Regions from separate parts of the Mus musculus genome. Here region 1 is linked to region 2. A link is a contact called in public Hi-C data. All regions are on one chromosome and are shown on one strand. Each heading gives the region's core, a stretch centred on a gene start, on an enhancer-like site or on the middle of the called end of the contact. The rest is flanking DNA. Distances are from core to core; before and after follow the strand shown. Region 1 overlaps 9030622O22Rik (a long non-coding RNA gene). Region 2 has its middle 4.4 kb from the start of Gm35579.

Region 1 (5,791 bases), core at 1,514-4,013, 120 kb after region 2:
AAGAAAAGAAAAGAAAAGAAAAGAAAAGAAAAGAAAAGAAAAGCAGAAAAACTGGAACAGGACTTAAATATCTAATTCATTTTTAAGACTATTATCTATTTCTTATGTGTGTATAGAAAATCATAGCAAAAGATGACACGTTTGATACGAGTCTTTATTTTGGTCTGTTCATAAATGTCATCAAACATTTGCAAATGTCTCTTTCAAAAGATATCTCTTTCTCCCTACACACACACACACACACACACACACATGAATATAGTACTCATATAATACTCACTGCCATCAAAATCACTTCCCAGCTCTGCCTGTGTACAGTTTAGAGGCCGTGTGTGGTGACTATGTTGTTGGTGGCAGTTTCCCTGCAGGAGAGCCCTCTAGCAGGAGTGGGAGTTGACACGTGGCCTCTGGCTGCTGGGCTCACAGCACACCCCCACAGTGAGCAGAGATGAACAGGTGCCCCAGAGGCACCATGTGAGGTCGCTTCTTACAGAGGAGTGTCTCAATGGGAGGCCTTTGGCTTCCTGGCCTTTCCCTCTGACCACCCAGCAGGAAAAAATCATAGGGAAGAGGTTTTTCCCTACCAGTTTTGTTAGTGGGAAAACAGACGTGACACAGACATTCAAGCATTCAAAGTCCCCAAACTTACTGGGAGCACATGGACTTTGGATGGCGAATGTTTCATGCACTCATAGCAAAGCATTTTCTTTGGCATAAAACTTTTTTTGCCTTTTCACCTTGTAAGACCATTCATGCTAAATCAGCCTTATTACAATAGAATTAAGAGTCAGAGGAGCCTCACTCCCAACTAGTGGTAAAGTCCATGGAGTCAGAAGACAGCATCCAGCAGCACAAAGACTCAGTTCAATTTTTGTCTTTAAAATAACTTCAGAAATGTCAACTTCGATATAAACGGAAGGCTATGCATGTGTCCACTTTCTTTTGTGGTGGTTAAAACAAGCTGTGCTTTGTACGAGGGTGCATGTAGGAGAGAGCACATTACTGATGCTGGAGGTGGAATTTACTCTGGGAATAAGTGTAATTTCCAGCAAGTACAGAAGCACGTTTATGCCCCATCTCTGGGTCAACCTCTTTCGAATATGATACACCACCATTACACACTTTGGAACAAATGAACTGCCAGAGGAAGAACCCAAATTCATATTCAGAAACTTACTATTGCAGTTGAATAATTTTTAAATTAACTCCTTCAAATTCTGCCCTATTTTAGCAGCTGACGGAATCTGAAAATGGCTTGACACTCAGTTTTAAAAACTACTCTTCCCTACACAGCATACACACACAGCTCTCACCCAGAGGCAACATTTTGGCACAAAACACTGACCCTTTAATAAAACTGGCCCACAAAGATCACATCTTATCCCAGCTTGGATTTAAAAAGGAGAGAAAGAAAGGCATGAACCAGACATCAGCAATGTGAGAGTCTTCCGTCTGTTCCCTCCCCCTCAATTCTTCCTTCCCTCCCTCCCAGTCCCCTGGTCAAAAGAAAGAACTGATCTATGCCTGGTACAGTAAAAGACACCCCGAGATTTAAGGGGATAAGTGAAGCCTTACTTAGCCACAAGGCTGCAGCTGTGTTCTTATCTGGCCAAAGGAGACGGGACAACAAAAGATCCCAAAGAAGGGACAGTGGATGCATGGGAAAGCCACTACCCCAGCATTGTGGTGCCCTTCTGCTGAGCAAATAGTTCAAACTGTTCGTTCCCATCTTCTATTCTCTGCCGGTTCGTTGTGTGCGACCTTGCATTTCATTCTGCAGGGAAGGTTGCTCGCTGGGCCCATAAGCAAACAGTCCAGCAAAGAGCGGGCCCTCCTCCCCTCTTCCCCGGAGAACTAGCATTTTTATTTCGGCTCCAAGCTGTCAAAGACCTGGAGAGTTGATGTCGGTGTCCTGAATTAATTGCTTTAAGCTGGAGCAAGCTCCACGGGCTGCCAAATGTCCAGAAGATGTTTATTAATAACGTTTCCTCCAGGATTCCGGCTCAGAGCTGTCCTTGGGTGGTGGCCTCTTCCTGCTGTCACCCTCTCACCCCTGGCCCTCACACAGTCCAGAGGGAGTTGCCACTTTCAGTCACTGGGACAAAATCATAAATTGCCTTTAGTAAAAATATTCACCTTTGTAAGAGGATACTTGTGAGGGGCAGATTTATTCTCATCCATAATGATCCGAGTCACAGAAGCCCCTGACTCGACTCTGAAGTGGGCTGTGGGAAACAAATAGTCCCCAGGACACCCTAGGGTGCCGGTCACTTATCTGGTACAATTAACCAAAAGAATGGAAAAATGGAAATCATCTTGCTCTCTCCCTCCTTCCAAGCTCTTTCTCCCAAGAAAATCCAGATGGGCAGACAATACAGTGCATTTTTAAGTTTTCCTGAAGAGGAGAGCCCCTTTAATAGAATGAAATAATAAACCAATTTATATACCGATATAAGACCGGGATCGTGAGTGCCATTGTGTAATTTTCCACTTGACTTTTCATTATCTACCTGAACAAAATCAATCTATATGTATGGGATCAGCATACAATTCCAGAGATAAAAGCTGAATAAATGCGCTTTGCATATCCTGCAGATAAAAGACACAGTGCCCGGTGCCTTCTTCTGCAGGAGATGCATTTATTAAATAAATTGTTGTGTCAAGGCAAGAGCCAGACAAAATGGTATATCTGCAGTGTTGACTCCTCTGCTGGAAATATCGATCCTGCAAATGAACAGTGGTTAATAAGTACCCTGCAGACCGTATCAGCTCTTCCGACCTAGCTTGCCCAGAGTGCACTCAGGGTCAGTTTTCTCCCAACCAAACCTCCCCAAGTGGGGGAAGAAAACTTCCCCTATTAACATGGATTTAAGGCTGAGGACTTCAAGAGCCTCTGGAATCCTCTCCATAGAAACAAAGCACCTAGAAAAATTTACACATACAAACTCCAACTCAGCTCGTGCCCCAGCTAGAGAAGACCTTCATAAGGGCAGGGGAAGTGGCAGGCTGCACTCTGGGATTGGTGTGTTTTACTTTAAACAGGTTGTGTTTCATTTTCTGTATGTCCTTCATCACCTTGGAGTACAGAACACTAAAAGTCTCTCCGCATTTGCGACACAGAAAAGAATCACCGGGGCTGGAGAGATGGCTCATTGGTTAAGAGCATGTGGGCTGCTCTTCCAGAGGACCCAGGTTCAATTCCCAGCACCTACATGGCAGATCACAACTGTCTGTAGCTCCAGTTCCAGGGGATCTGACACCCTCACAGACATACATGCAGCCAAAACATCAATGAATATATAATAAAACAATAAAATCCTAATTTAAAAGAAAGAAGAAAAGAAGAAGGAAGAGAGAGAGAGAGAGAGAGAGAGAGAGAGAGAGAGAGAGAGAGAGAGAGAGAGAAAGCATCACTGTAGGTGTGTGGCATACTTATTCCCTGACTACTCAATAGTTGTTGAGTGTGGCCTGGTTTTTGGTTAAGTCTTACTGGGTTCAGAAGCTCTTTGCTCAGCCTGCTCTGACCTCCCAAGATAGTCCCCCAGGATGCTTTTCTATTCTTATTCCTAGTCATCTTTCTGAGAAGCATAGATTAACCCCCAATATTGTCCAGACCACCAAGAAAAAAAAGCCCCCAATTGTACCCAAGGTATGGGTAACCAGCCAGCTTTCACCACAAATGATTGCTTTTGAGTTGGTGGATAACTTGGATAACTTCAGTCCTGCAGGAAGAGCAAATCAACACTTTTTATTTTAAGGTCTTTCCATTGACAGTTCTCATGGCTGATGTTTTGTTGTTGTCTACATTTGTACAGCAAGCACAGCACCCACCTGGGCCAGGACAACCACTACCTCTCTAAAAGCCAGCCTTGTTTTGTCTCACTTCTCTGTTTAGATGTAGCTAACACTGAAGAAAGTATGCAGGGTCATCTGACTGTAGTGCCGTGGCCTTTGGGGACATTTTTGTGAGGGTCAAAGTTCAGTATGGGGAGAAGCTTGTGTGCTTCCTCAGTCACATGGTGCTCTTAGGCAAACAGATCTGCCAACCTCGTTCCTCTGATCTTTTTGTTCCACAAGTTGTGAATAAGCAGATCTAGAGAAAACAAGAGTGCAGCTAAAAGAGGCCTGTTCAATACCACAGAGTTATATTTCCAGCATTCTAGAGGCTGAGGCAGGAGGATCACAAGACTAGACCAAGCTATAGAATGAGATCCTTTCTCTCCCTCCCCTGAATATGCAGCAAGAAAAGCACTTGGGAGGCAAAGACAGGTGGATCTTTGCATTCAAAGTCAGCCTGGTCTACAAAGTGAGTTCCAGGGCAGTCAGGAAACTCTGTCTAGAAAAACTAAAAAAGGAGGAGAAAAGGGAATAAGAGGAGGAGGAGGAAGAGAAAAGAACAGGAGGAAGGAAGGAAGGAAGGAAGGAAGGAAGGAAGGAAGGAAGGAAGGAAGGAAGGAAGGAAAAAGAAAAGTGACCCTGTTGGAATTGTATGAAAAGGGGAAAAGAAAAGATTAACTCCTTGGTGGCATGTTTGAGGCTTTTTATATTTTTACTATAGAGTTGATCCCTTCTATCCTAAGGTATTCAGGTATATTTTATTAATGCCTTAATTAGCAACTTAAAATGTCACCAAAGAGAACAAGCAAAACAAAACAAAACAAACAAGCAACAACAACAAAAACCATATGAGTTCCACCTAGGACACAAAATATCATGTAGGGGCTCTGTCTCCTCCTTCATTCCATGAAGAAAAGAATTTACTAGACTGGAGTGTGGAATACAGAGTATTTCCACTTACACAATTCAATTTGCTCAAGCTAGAAGCTTTCATTGCTAAGTAATATGATAACTATCTTCTGCTGAAACAATGCTCCACATCTAATCAGAATCCCAAGCCAGAGTTGCAACACAATCCATGCTTATAAAGCAAATATTTACAAAACAGAAAACAAAAACCCTGAGTTTTCTTTAAAGGTATTGTTCGTAACCATGTCACAGCTAAGCTATCTTGATGCTGTTTCCCAGAGGAGGAAATATAGATACTCAGAAGTCCAGTAAATATGCCTAAGTGCAGACAGTAAATTAATATGACAGGGTAGGTAGAAAGTTGTTCTTGACTTTGCTAGCTCTAGATTTTAAAAGCCATACATTAGTAGCTCTGATACTTTAAAGGAACAACTACAGAGGTAGAACACAAGTTAGACTGAAAGCAGGCATGCAACAAAGACAAGGCAGCCAGCTGTTTACATAATATTCTTCTTGAACCCCTTTAAAACCTGGAAATTGGTCAGATGGTGTGTCTGCCTACATTTAACTGAAATTACTTTTCCCAGAATAATGGCTTTATTCATTTTTTCCCTGTGTGTGCATAGCATTAGAAGGAGAAGGAAGAGGAGGAAGAGGAAGAAAACAAAGAAGAGGAAGAAGAAGAAGGAGCAAGAGGAGGGGACGAAAAGCATGCTCATTCAACTTTCCAGCGATTTCAATCATAAAGAAGAGTGGTTCCCTCAATAGCAATGCCCCAGACAGAGGAAGCCATTCACAACAAGCTGAGTGGAGTAGTAAGAGTTCCATTTCACAGATGCAGAACTGGATGGTTCTCTCTGTCATGTGGCAGAAGTATTTAGTTTGCTCTTTCATAAAAGTCAAATAGGAATACTTTCCAAAGATGGTTTTTATTGAAAGGCACGAGGTAGAGATTAGATGGAACCAAGTTGAGCATGGCCCTGTATCAGAAGTTCCTACACACCCCTCTAGAACCATCCATTCATATCAATAAGGATGAACTTGC
Region 2 (5,253 bases), core at 1,736-4,235:
CTTGTTTTGAAGTGCTAAAATGGTTAGTAGTAGTAATAATAATAATAAATGTATGATTGCAATCATCTAAAAGTATGATAACCGTTTTGCTAAATATAATATTTCAAATCTGAATGAATATTTACTAGTTTATTATACTTTATTAGCATTTTAATAATAATACTATACCCTCAGTACATAGTATATACGGATTGAGGGTCTATGTGGTCCGCACATCCACATGGTGAAGTCCTAGCTCCCTGAGTGATGACACCTGTAAATGGCATTTGGGAGAAGGTACTTAGGTTGGCATAAACCACAGCAGGTTCCTGTGGTAGGATGAGTTATCTGAAAAGAAGAGGAGAGATCTAAACTCTTCTCTGCTTCATGTAAGGACACAGGAAAAAGATGGCCATCCCCAGGTCAGGACTCACTGAGAACTGAGAACCCCACAACTTAGGAGCTTAATTTTGGACTTCTCAGTCTCCAAAACTGTGGGAAAGAATGCCTGCCATTTAGAAGTTGTCAGACCATGGTTCTTTTATTACAGCAGCCTGAACTACAGATAGATGTGTATATATGTATATATATGTGTGTGTGTGTATATATATATATACATATATATACGTGTGTGTGTATGTATATATATATGTGTGTGTGTGTGTATATATATATATATAGATAGAGAGAGAGAGAGAGAGAGAGAGAGGGAGAGGGGGGAGGGAGGGAGGGAGAGGGGGAGGGAGGGAGAGAGAGATAGATTAGATAGATAGATGCAGGCTTAGAAACAGCAGCCTCTGACCACATTAAGAAACAGACACTTTTAATTTGTCTGAAAAAACAGATAATGGGTCAACTGTGTATAAGATGGAGAAAATGGGTTCCACGGGTGCCCATAATAAAGTGCACAAGCTGAGTTGTGAACATGACATGTCCTGCTTGCCCTTCAAGGAGCATCCTAGATATTGACTCCTCCCCATTTTCTTCAGAGGATGTAAAGGTGAGTCATATGTAAGAGATGGGCATGGACACAGGTCTAAAGGCTTCTACCCACTCATCTGCAGTAAAGCACATAAGAGAAATTGTACAAGTGTTGAAAGGGTTCCTTCTGTCTGGGTAGTTTTAGAAGCACTTTACCTTCTAAGTAGTACATATATATCAAGTTAATATCCTGGCATGTATAACAAAGAAGTCCCTGCTTTGGAATCACTCAGTTGTTCAAACTCATCTATTGATATGTAACCACTGGACCTGCCTTGGAAGAAACCTTCACAGATCATTTACTGATATCGTCTCTCGTGATTCTCCAAATTAACTAGACTCAGCTGGTCATTTCTAACTTGGGATCTTAGCTTTAGTTTGTTTTCTGTTGCTGTAACTGAGTGCCTGAAGCTGCCAAACTTATGAAGAATAGTTTGCTGGTAATTGGGGTTAAATAAGGCCATGAGAGTGGGGCCCTCAAGATGATGTTAGTGGCATTGTAGAGGCCCCAAGTTAGCATTGCTTGCTTGGTCTCCTCGTGTGCTGTTATGTAGTACTGCAGCAGAAGACCTTCACCAGCAACATCCGTTTTCTTCTTTATAAATTAGTTAGTGTCGGTATTCAGATGTTATCACATGTACTAGGATAGTTCTCCTTCTTGGATGGCATTTAACTTGTAAGAAATGGGTCATGCAGAGGCTTAGGGATACCTGTATTACTTGAACTTTTACTGCCAAAGCCTGGGTTCTGGGCACTATAACGAGCTAGGTTTGGCCACTGGTCCTCCATACATCAATTAAATCTATAAGCAACAGTGTAAAGTAATTTATTCAATACAGCCATACTGGGTGTATGGAAGAAATAGAGAGGTTGAAGTGGAAGAAATAGAGAGGTTGAGTGGCCCCAAAGTTTATCTTCTGGGCACCCTCATGAGGTTCATATTTAAACAGAAGGCAAGAAGTATGCATAAGCATTCAGCCCTGACCAAGGTGTGGTACTGTCTATCACTGAGCCATCCTTGTCTCTCATGCCTTCCTTGTAGGGTGGTGTGACTGTGTAAAATCTGTTCCTAGGATTCCAGTTTAACCTCTGACTTGAATTGCTTCTTTCTCTTTACCCACCTTCAACTCCACATAGACTCCTGAAAAAATTCCAAATCCGTGGGATCAATTGTTTCACTAGCCTGATAGTTACAGGAAGGACACTAGTATTCTAGAATATCTTCACTCCTACTAGGACATTACAGCTATGCAAGGAAGCTACCGTGGATCCTATACCATGTTCTGAAATGGAATGCAGCATCAGAATGCTCATATGGAGGGCCAGGATAGTGGACATATTTGCTCACACATCCATTGGTCATTGGATGCTCTGCAGAAAGGGAATGGGCTTGGGTGAAGTGGACTGTCAGTGAAGATGGTCTGCAGGTAAAGTTACACTTTCAGAAATTGAGAACCCTTTCCTACAGTCTGTTCTCTGCAAGGAGGGGTCTAGGCACAGGGCAGTGATTTGTTGTTCAACTGCAAATAACAAGGACTTTTCCTCCTGGAGATTGGGGTGGGACAGTTTCTGGGGTCAAGCTGGAAGTATGTTTTGTGAAAGGCTTATGTTGATTCTTATTTACAGACAAGTGTCCCTGCAGTGGTTGATGGGCCTGAGGACTTGGGGATAGAGGTGTCTGTGCACCAGGACATTGGGTCCGATGAGCCCACCTGGACTGAGTCTCAGAATGCAGTGACCATCAAAGGGCCTCACAGAAAAAAGTAGGAGCAAGCTCCTTGTGTCCAGATGCCTGAGATTATCATGGGATATTTAGCCCTGGTGCCACTCAGGCAAAGCAGAGCTGGAAGGTGGGTCTGCTTTCCTGCCTCCTCCTGCTGACTGGCTCCAGCCAGCCTTGTCTCAAGGAGAGCTTGTTCAATTGAACTTTCAGCTCCCTAAATTGGCTCGTTCCCCTACCAGAGAAAACAGCCCTATTATAAACATACAAAACTAGAGTTAGGAGGGGTTGGGGGACTGCAGGCTCTTGCCTAAGTCTGGCCTCAGAATTGACTTTTCTGTCAATGAGAACACAGATTTGCTTTGACTTCTCCTGTGTGCTTTGGCAGTTTCGGCATGGCTGTAAAATTTATCCAAGGGAAACTGGCATTTATCTTGGGTTCACTTGCACTGGGCTAAACTGATAAACAGATGGGGGTTGGCCAGGCCATGGCTAATTTGGTTAGCACTTTACAAAACACAAATGTCACCTTTATTTCTGCAGGATTATTTATTGCTAATTGGGAAGTTATTGGTCTGTTATATTCGGACAGGATCGTTCACACTGTTGAAAACCATCTACTTCCTGGTTTTTGTGAAGCAATATCCATTATAAAGAGGAGGGAGTGTGCTGCCTCGGGTGGGAAGATCTGTCATTGATGCCAATAAAAGAATAAAATGATCCAACTGGGTCTGCATATGCACACAAAGCGAACTTATCTGTAAGGCTGTAGAGGGAAGAAAAAAAGAGAGAGAAAGGGAGAAAAAGAAGAAAAGAAAGAAATCCACAAGATCTAAGGGAAGCTTGCAAAGAAGACCAGAATTCAGAACAATGTCCTTCCCTGCTGTCTCCGGACTTTTTTTCTTTTGTGCCTGCCTAAAGGCAGTGGGAGGATCAGAGACCTCATCCTGGCTCTGTTTACTTTGGGAACAATCGGTGATGTATGAATAATAATGCCTCCCTCTGACCATGACTAATTGAATTGCAGCGAGCATGGTGCCCAGTGAGGGGCTTTGCTGGCCAGTCCATCACACCATTTTTCAAGTAGCTCGGGACAGTGATTGATGGTCTGGGTCCTTCCAATGAGCACCCTTGAACACCTAAGAGCAGGAGTGTGAACCTGCATTCCAAGTTTCTATTAACCAGAGCCTCGGGGAACAGCGGCTGGCAGGAGTCAGTGCTAAGACTGGTGACAAATAGAGCGACTGCAGGGAGAGGAAACCTTGTCCAGCTTCACCCATACCTGACTTTAAGAAAATCCCTGTATTGGGAATGGATAGGAAAATATCCCACTAGGGATCACCAGGCCACCGTGAGATACCTTCCGTTGCAGCTGACCCTATTACTAGGAAGTGGTAGGAGTGATAGCCTGGGGAAAATAAAGTAAGATAGGCCAAGATGTGTCTTGTAAGAGGGTCTTTAGGAGACCTCTTAAGGAATAGGAAAGAGTTGATGAGATGAGAAGCTAGTGCACAGTTGGAAGCGAGCGAGTCTACAGCCACATCCATAACCTAACAATGGAGAGCCTCGGGACCCTAATGTGACCAGCCCGGCGGCTGTCTGAGCTGTGTTTACACAGTGAACTAGCAGCTGAGACCCTGGCTCAGTCGACTTTGTTCTCACAGCGTGAAGGTGACCTGAGTGAACTGCCGGAGGCTTGGTGCAGTGAAAGCCTTCCAGTGGTAGGGTCACCGCCATCTCTCTCAGGTACATTTAGTGGGCCAAGCCCTGCTTAGGCACCTTTTCATCCTAGCTGCGCCTGCTGCTCTGGCTAAACTTGGGGGATGGATGCTGGCCGGAAGGGAGCTTGCAGGAGCCCTTCTGCTGGAAACCTCTAGAGAGACAGGGGGCAGCCTAAGGGACTGGTACTGAACGTCTTAAATTGTTAAATTCCTTCATGCACTTTCAGAGTAAATTTCACACCCACCCTCTATGCATTAGAAATTTCCAGGAAGTGTGCCACCAGACAGGTCTCTCAGCTAAATCTTGTTTAAGAATAACATATGTTTTTACCCAAGGTGAGATTTACACGTGTAATTCGGATATGGTATTCCTGTAAACAAGATTTTAAAATAAATAGTTAAATGATTTTTTTTATATTTTTCCGTTGTCTATTTTGTCTGTCAGTTGGCTATAATCTACTTATTCATCTAGGTGGCTATTAGCTAACAGTTCAGTTATCCATGTATGAATCCACCTATTCACTCATCCACCCATCTTCCTGTCTAGGTGAGCAGCTTGTACGCTCTAAGAGAGCAGCCCCTTCCAATGGTGACAGTAGAAAGCAGGGTACAGTGCCACAGTCCCAAGCTACTTCAGATCTCTTAAGCCAAGCAGAAAAGTGATCTGCTTTCTGCTTTGTATATCTTGCTTCCTAACCCCACTTGACCAAACAGACAAGATATTCAAGGAAAATAATCATTTCCTGGTGCTTATAACCAAATGTGAAATATTTCCAATCCCTTACATCAAGGCCGTGAGAGCCTTTTAGTCCCTGGCTTCCAATCCCCAGCCCATCCTACTAAACAAACAGT

Evidence for each region. A called contact is a pair of places that touch in the nucleus more often than the background predicts.
Region 1: a Hi-C map of liver shows a contact between it and region 2, with 1.9 times the contacts expected there. The contact joins two enhancer-like sites. A contact is called at or near these places in 1 of 39 promoter capture datasets (liver), 3 of 484 Hi-C or Micro-C datasets (embryonic fibroblasts, liver and nephron progenitors) and 4 of 115 datasets of contacts at active chromatin or transcription factors (embryonic midbrain, embryonic stem cells and pancreatic cancer cells).

What each region holds. Positions count from the first base shown.
Region 1 is chr2:148,021,703-148,027,493 of GRCm38.p6, forward strand. 9030622O22Rik (a long non-coding RNA gene) reads right to left here. Exons shown (of 13, transcript XR_866820.3): 4 at 281-2,095. Among named protein-coding and RNA genes, the nearest start is that of 9030622O22Rik, 16 kb to the right of the region's middle. Within about 2 kb of position 2,764, at least 23 of the 459 cell types and tissues checked have an H3K27ac peak or open chromatin away from gene starts, as enhancers often do. A contact at or near this core is called in liver, where this site is marked.
Region 2 is chr2:147,902,251-147,907,503 of GRCm38.p6, forward strand. No RefSeq gene overlaps it. Among named protein-coding and RNA genes, the nearest start is that of Gm35579, 4.4 kb to the left of the region's middle. Within about 2 kb of position 2,986, at least 27 of the 459 cell types and tissues checked have an H3K27ac peak or open chromatin away from gene starts, as enhancers often do. A contact at or near this core is called in liver, where this site is marked.